Linked DNA regions of Macaca mulatta: region 2 is linked to region 1. The links are chromatin contacts, called in public Hi-C maps. All regions are on one chromosome and are shown on one strand. The core of a region is the stretch at or near the end of the contact, and the rest is flanking DNA. Distances in the headings are between cores, read along the strand shown.

What was found. Hi-C and Micro-C count contacts between places; a contact is called where the count stands out from the background.
Region 2: a contact with region 1 is called in a Hi-C map of fetal cortex germinal zone, with 4 times the contacts expected there. The contact joins two enhancer-like sites. A contact is called at or near these places in 2 of 14 Hi-C or Micro-C datasets (fetal cortex germinal zone and fetal cortical plate).

Annotation. Positions count from the first base shown.
Region 1 is chr17:22,690,924-22,694,863 of T2T-MMU8v2.0, reverse strand. ENOX1 (ecto-NOX disulfide-thiol exchanger 1) reads left to right here. Exons shown (of 15, transcript XM_077974449.1): 8 at 1,288-1,500. Among named protein-coding and RNA genes, the nearest start is that of MIR7168, 100 kb to the right of the region's middle. Within about 2 kb of position 1,868, at least 4 of the 40 cell types and tissues checked have an H3K27ac peak or open chromatin away from gene starts, as enhancers often do. A contact at or near this core is called in fetal cortex germinal zone, where this site is marked.
Region 2 is chr17:23,128,299-23,132,238 of T2T-MMU8v2.0, reverse strand. No RefSeq gene overlaps it. Among named protein-coding and RNA genes, the nearest start is that of CCDC122, 78 kb to the left of the region's middle. Within about 2 kb of position 1,923, at least 18 of the 40 cell types and tissues checked have an H3K27ac peak or open chromatin away from gene starts, as enhancers often do. A contact at or near this core is called in fetal cortex germinal zone, where this site is marked.

The DNA of each region.
Region 1 (3,940 bases), core at 619-3,118:
TGAGTGAAATGAAATCTTTTTCTCAAGTATGAATCTCCCCGTCTATTCGTGTGGACTGTATGTATGTTTATATGCAAACAATACATAAGGATGTCTCCGATGCCCCTCCAGTGGAGGGGACAGTGCCTGGCACACAGTAGACCCTCAGTATTTTTTAAACGAATGGGTAAGAATCTGAATCTTTCAATCTAATTTTGCTCCTGAGTTTTAGCATTCAGAGTCTACCTAGTTTACTTGTAAAAGTGTAGGATATTTTCCCCTAAAGCACATTTTCTAGGGATTGCAGAATACAAATGAAAGGATTCTCCCCTCAGGTTTGCCTGAAAAGTAGGCAGTGAGCCTTCAGCAGTAGTCAGATCGATTAATGTTGTAACAGCTGACATACAACTTCCAGTTCTAATTAACTTAATCACCCACAAACTTCCTTTTTCTCCACCTCCAAGCCACACAACACAGGTTTGTTCAGTAACCATTCTCAAAGAGGCAAGTCTGTTTTCTTTGAAATAGAATTTATCACTTATTTTCAGATGGAACTGCATTTCCTACTTCCTGTCCCCCCCCCCCCCCGACACCACACACACACATCTCAAACTGGGTTCAAATGGGCTTTCCATAGCAATCCAAAGCAAACACTGAACACCTCAGGAAACATGTTCTCTTTTGTGGAAAACTAGGAAATATTCTGTTTTTCAGCCTAATTAAATATATGGTATTAGCCCTAAAATGGAATTCGTTTTGAACTACAGTAGAACAAGAATTGACTTATTCCTACTACCTGCCTTAGGGATAGTACCATACATTACAACCAGTTTTAAAGTAATCCAATCTTTCTTCCACATTTTAACACTAAGTCAGCTGATTCTATAAATCAGAAAACTGGTAACACTGTGTCATATTTTTGTTAAAGGAACAAAGAAATGAAGTAGAGACCAAGTAGGTTAATAACAGTTTTTCAAGTCCATCTTAAGAAAGAGAAAACAAGGTTTGGTGGAAGAATTAGGCTGTACCTTATTCCTAAGAATGCCCAGACCGAATCTCCTATAGCTGAGCTCATGGAGTTGGTAGATGAGAATGTGAACCTTCTGAGTGGTTCTATGGTGCCCTGAAGTTAGATGAGAAAAGAGAAATTAAGTGATTATATGGCCGTCAGTCTCAGGAAAGCTAATTTGTTGAGTTCTGAAAATATATCCACTAGGTTGGACTATGCTCTGTCTTTTGAGAGGAATACGAATAAAGTGTATTTTCTCATCTTGGCATGATTTGTACTTGGTGGTTTTCCATTTCCAGATGATAGCAAGTTTTCAGAGGCGATCACAGTGCTGCTTTCCTGGATTGAACGAGGGGAGGTGAATCGGCGTTCCGCAAACCAGTTCTATTCCATGGTGCAGTCGGCCAACAGCCACGTCCGCCGGCTCATGAATGAAAAAGCCACACATGAGCAGGAGATGGAGGAAGCCAAGGAGAATTTCAAAAATGCCTTAACTGGGATTCTCACTCAATGTAAGTAAAATGTTGGGGGACATCTCTTTTGTTGTGATTTTGCCTTTTCTTTTTGATTAATTTTATTTTTTCATTTGGGGGTAAGTAGTTCAATAATCTCCCATTTTTACTCCACATTGAATGGCAAACCTCATAACCTATTTCATGTTCTGTGGCACCTTGGAGGAACACGGACCCTGCCCTGAGAGTTTACTTCTCAAGGTGAGCAACGTTTCTGTAGCTTTTCCTCAGAACAGCAAGCCTGGCCACCAGGGCAGGGCAGCTAGATGCATCTGTGCCTGCTGGACCCACCACAGTTCATATCATAGCTGCAGGGCCGCCACCCTTCACCCGCAGGCTGTCCACACAGCCCCCTGTGTCCTCCTAGTGCTGACAGCAGAAAGCAAACTTGAACACGTTCTCCTTGGGCTCTGTGTAGGAAAAGGGTACTATCAGAAAAACTCCTCAGGATCTTTTATTTGGGTGAGCTGTGGCTGTCAAAATGAGCAACTCAAGAGCAGGGATTTTTTTTTTGTCCTTTCTTCATTTGGAAAGCAAATTGCCTTAACTACTTAATGCCAGTGATTTTTTTTTTATGTCCAGAGTCTAAATGATGAAGGGGTGTAAATGGGGCTTTCTCTTAGAACAATAGTCAGGGTAATTACCCAGGGCTCTATTCAAAAAAAGGGCGTATTTTTTTTTATGGGCACTCTATCTGTGTCTGTAGTTAATGTCACAGCGGCATCATGCATCACAGCTGCCGATGTTCTCTTGCTTGGTAAAAGCCATTGAATGACACTGTAACAATGCCACGCTCCATTCCATACCAGGTGCAGGGCCCTACGCGATAGTGACATGTGGGATGTATATTTCCATTCTAAAGATAAGTACTATTTTCTGTGATGTAGTGTGCCAAAATGCCTATCACCTCTTTCATCAGTGCAAACACAAGGAATAATGTATCTGTCAGGATGGGATGGAAGAGAGGGCAAAACCGAGATCTTAAATGTAAAAGTATCTTATATGACTTTATCAAAAGACAGGTTTTACAGCAGCGTAGCATATTGTATAACAAATTCCCAAATGTAAATTCTGGTAAGTGATCTAATATCCAGTATAAGACCAATCTGTCTTTAAAGAAAAGGAATAGGAAAAATAAGACTGCTCTGTCCTTACACAGACTGATACCAGACCACATTACCTAGATTCACCAGGCTTGATGAATGACCCTTTCTTTAACAGTGTATGTCTAGAAACTCTAAGGTTATTAGGGATAGAATAAAGAAAAGCAACATTAACAGCAGTTTTTAAAGGAGGGAAGGAAAGAATGGATCAGTGGATGGAGGGAAGGTAAGAGTGAACTGGTAGTGGAGAAAAATAAGAGACAGCACAGTAAAACAATTCTAATCATACAATTTCTTCAGAGTTATAGTAAGAAGTCATGTGCCTGAACAGTGAAATGGTTACAGTATGTTTACCTTTTGCTCACTGGCATCAATTTTAAATAAGTTCTAATTCCCATGCAGTTTATAGTCCCAACGGGCAAGGAAGACTCAACCCTTGACTCTAACAATAAAGATAAGAGGGCAGCCATGAATAGGCGAGAACTTCATTTTCTTTGGCAGTAACTATTGAAAGAGGCACCTATTACAATGAGGCCCCTATGATGTGGCTGAAAGAACACGAAATGTCTACCTGTCATTATATAGGTGTAAGTTGGCCCATATTTGAAGCAACTGAGAGATGGACAGAAAAGTGTAGCATGTGGGACTACAAATACTTTTTGGTATAACAACCAAATTGGAAAGTGATGTGGAGATTTACAGCAATAATTGGCTTCTGAATGCTGGACATTGTGTTGAGCATCCAGCTTCAGGCGGTACTGAAGACCCCAGCCACATTCCTGGAGGCTACACTTTGGATGCCTAAGCAAGGGAGTAGGTGGGCAGAACAGGCAGTCTCCCTGGGCAGGCTGGCTCATCACTCCCTGAGAAGGAGTGAATGAAGGGGTGGAACAGGGCCAGCAAGATCCTGTCTCCTGGAAACCACAGGAGTAGAGACTGCCTCTTAGGCACCTCAACTTTGAAATATCAAAAATGGAATCCTTGCTTCTAATCTTCAAACCTGCTCCTCTTTTGGTTTTTCCTTCCCATTCTCATAAGTTCTCAAGCCAAAGTCTTGTACTTTTTATAATTGCCATCTCCCACCACCACAACCGACATCTAGGTCATCAGGAAGTCCTGTTGTTTCTCCCTTCAAAAATATACCCCGATTCAGCCCACTCTTCTTCATTGTAACCGCCACCACCCAAGTCAGGCTTTGGTTACCTGATGTGTCAGTTAGACATGGCACCCACGTGTGAGTAACAGAAAATTCTGCCAAACGGCATCTGAGACAAGTAGAAGATTTTTCTCTTGGGACACAGTAAAATCCAGATGTGGGGTTTGTTGGCACTGGTCCA
Region 2 (3,940 bases), core at 674-3,173, 440 kb before region 1:
TACAGGAGAAAAATGCATACCTGATAATCTATTAGAAATGTGTATTTCTGGCCTGGTGCGGTGGCTCATACCTGTAATCCCAGCACTCTGGGAGGCCGAGGCAGGTGGATCACTTGAGGTCAGGAGTTGGAGACCAGTCTGGAAAACACAGTGAAACTCTGTCTCTACTAAAAACTTAAAAAAAAAAAAAAAATTAGCCGGTTGTGATGGCCAGTGCCTGTAATCCCAGCTACTAAGAGGCGGAGGCAGGATAATTCGCTTGAACCCGGGAGGCATAGGTTGCAGTGAGCCGAGATCGCGCCACTGCACTCCAGCCTGGGTGACAGAGCGAGGTTCCGTCTCAAAAAACAAAAATCAAAACAAAACAAAAGAATAGTGTATTTCTCTTAAAACTCTATTCCCCATCCTTCTGCTCTAGAAGGGACAGTATAAACTGCTCAGGAACAGTGACTTTCACATTTTGAGAGGTTAGATTCTGAGCTTTGGCCCCCTCACACCCAGTGGATCCCACTGGGGTCCCTGCAGAGTGCTTCTGCATGCGCCCTTTCTTAAGGGTGCACAGTGGATAAGTATTATTTTCTCTCTTTGCACTAGGGTTCTGACCGCCAGGGGGGAAAATAGCCACACACAGGGAAATGGCATAAGTTAAAATCAAGCAAGCCTAGTGGGGTGGTAATGACTTTCCCAGCATCCAAGTCTTTGCCTTCAGGTTATGTGAAGCTAGAAAACAATGTCATTCATTCAACATTTACAGGGAACTCACAAAGTACAGAGTACTATGCTAAGCACCGGCGGCATGCAAAAGTGTGCAAAACACAATCCCTGCCCGAAGGATTCCTGCCAGGAAGGGTATTTCGCGTATTACCCTGACCTTACAACCCTTGAAGAAATGCTTGTGTGAATGAAACCCCACTCAGAATTTAAAATAAGCAAGGAAAAGTATACTACTAGGACAATATATCTTTTAAGAGGCAGAGAATGTAAATGTGCTTTAAACATTTATTTCTAAAGTATTACAATGTAGTTGGGATGAAGGAGGAGCGGGGGATGTGGATGTATGGGGGGGGGTTGGTGGGAGCGGTTCTTGGAAGAGCCTGACTTGAAGGAGGCACTGCCTGGTTGCCTGCACAGCTAAGTTGAATCCTAACAAAGAGGAGGCCGGCACTCTTATCTGGGAAGTGGATAACTTTGAGAAAAAGTAGCCTCCAAGGAGGAAAAAAAGGCAACATGTCACCTGGGGTTAGGATCCCCTCACCCTTACCAACCTGCATGCTGATCGCACCCCGGCCGAGCCACTCTGGGCCGCACACCCTGCATCCTCTGCTCAGGCCGCGCGGCCCAATTCCACCTTCTACCCCAAGCCCACAACCCTGGCACACACCCGCTCCAGCCTGGAGTCGGCCACGTGCGCCCGGGTTCTCCTCTTGGCCCTTCAGCGGGCCCGGCGCCTCCAAGGTCGCCGTAGCAACCGTGCGGTCCCTCTCTCGGTTCCCCCGCTCCTAGTAGAGCAGTCCGGACCGCGGCGGCGGTGGCGGGAGCGAGCGGCCTCGGCCCCTCCCGAGAGGGGGCAGCGCGACCGTGGGCTGCGGGCGCCGCCTCTGCTGCATCGGTGGCTGCGCGCTCCGCTCGGCTCTGCCAGGCTGGGATCCGGAGCCCTAGCGCGCCTCGCTGACTTCCCCTCCTCCTCTGCTGCCGCCCGGTGGGCAGCTTCTCCAAGCGAGACGCGCGTTCGATCCTCCTTCCCAGCGTTTACGGATTTCCGGGGGCGCAGAATTTTGCCTCGGTCCCTACGAGCATCTCTCGGCCTCTCTCCCCCTCCCCTCGCGACTCCCCCACCCCGTGGGCGCGCGCGCACCCATACACTCACACTCGCAGGCGCGCGTGCGCACGCCCGCGCGCCTCCAGCCGCGGAGTCTCCAGCGCCCCTCAGCAGATCCCCGCTCTCCCGGGCGCCGCTACTCACACAGGCTTCCAGCCGCCACGGGGCGTCCTCTGTCTGCTGCAGCGGCGTCGGCGGCGGCGGCGGCGGAGGGAAAGGCGACTGCAGCCCGGCCGCGTCTCCCAGCTCCGTGCCCGGGACAGAGTCCGGGAGAAGCAAAGAAGGAGGAGGACGCCGAGGCTAGGAGGAGCCGCGCCGCGCCCGGCGCCCCACTCCGCGCGGCGGGTTGCCTCCGCTCCCCATACGGCGGCCCCAGGTAAGCAGCTCCGGTGCCCGCAACATCCCTGGGGCGTCCGGGCTCCGAGCCTGGGTCCTCTGGTCTCGCCCCCGCCTCGGCACCTGGATCTAGACCGGGAGGGGAGTGGGCGAGGGGGGAGGGGAGTGGAGCTAGAGGTGAGGCTGGTAAGGAGGAGTGCGTGGACGCGTGGGGGCTTCGGTGCAGCCCTCACGCTCTTCCCTGCCGTGCCCCGGCTCAAGCTCCGTCACTTTTACGAGCTCGGGGGTGCCCAGCGCCCCAGACAGCTGTTCCCCGATCTCCCCGCCGCCTGCCAGCCAGTGTCGGCTCCGGGCTCCGCGCCCGCCGCGCGCCAGTCACCTCCCCTGCACCTTGGACAGCGCACCCCGCACCCGTCTCCCCCGGCGGGCGTCGCCCCCGGGACCCGGTCCTGCCCGCACGGTGCTCCCGCTGCCCTCTTCTTTCAGGTTGTCACCCTCCCGCTCTGCATCCCTTCTCCTCCAGCCTTGGCGGATTCTGCTTTGCTGCGGGCCGGAAACTTTCCTCCCCGCCTCGTCTGCGCTGGGTACTATTGTTGTTATTTGTGACTGTCCCCTCTCATGGGGAGCTCGGACACCTTGGACAGGTCTTCCTCTGCGGGAGCGCGCCCTGCCTGGTCCAGCGCGAGGTAAAGGAGGCACTGGGGCACCTGGACTCGGCAGCTGCCAGGGTTCAGAGCCCGCGCCTCGGCCGCTGGACGCCGGCCGCCTCCCCGCCTCTCCGGACCCGACACGTGCGAGCCTCCCACGGACGCGGCCCCTCCCAGACCACCCCACGTCCTCCCCCTGCACGGCCACAGCCACCCCATAGGTTGGACACCCGGGGCTCGCGGGTCCTGATTGGTTGAAGGCGTAACCCCGCCCCCTTTCGGGGGGTGGTTCTGAAGTGTTGTGGTTGTCATCCCGCGGCGAGCACATGGGGAAAGTGGGGTCGACAGGTGGGCAAGCCCAGCTGTGTGGAATCACTGCGTCTCACTGTATAGCCACTGAGCCACGCTCCTTCACCCAGATACACTCCTGCTTCTCTCCTTTTCTCTCCCTCAATCTTTCACTGCTGTAACATTACATGAAAAAAGACACTGGCAGTGTAATCCTAATTTTGTTAAGATTGCATTTGTTTGGTGGTAGCAATTTTTAAAAGCAGACCCAGGAGAATGAAGGAAATACGTGCGTATGGAGAGGTTCCTGGCCAACTGGGCTGCAGATTTGAGTCTGGTAGTTTGGAGAAAATAATGAAGGGTGATTAAGGGATCTGAAGAGGGTGGAGAAAGTGGGAAGGAAATTGATTCCTGGACGAGAGACACAGGTGAGCGAGCTTGGAAAACAGAGAGGAAGAAGTGGGTCATTTGTGGGGTGAGATGTGAGGGAGAAACCTGGTGGGCCCTTTCGAGAGGCGGGTGCGTGCTGTTGGAGACGGCTCTGTCAAGCAAAGTGGTAACATTTGCTGGTACTTAGCTCATGGTTAACACGCTCTGCTTTTGTTTTGCTAGCGTTGCCACTTTGATACTTTATATTAATAATGTCTATTCATGTAATGGATATTGCTTATTCCAGTTTCTTGTAATATACAGATTTGAAAGTGATAATTAGTTTGAAAAAGTGAAAGGCCTCGTGGAGGGGATGCATTAAATAGTTGAAGTGCTTTCGGAATATTGTGACGGAAGACGGATGAGCATTGCATAAAATACAGATTGTTCTGGCATTATTTAGAGCCTTTAAACAAATATA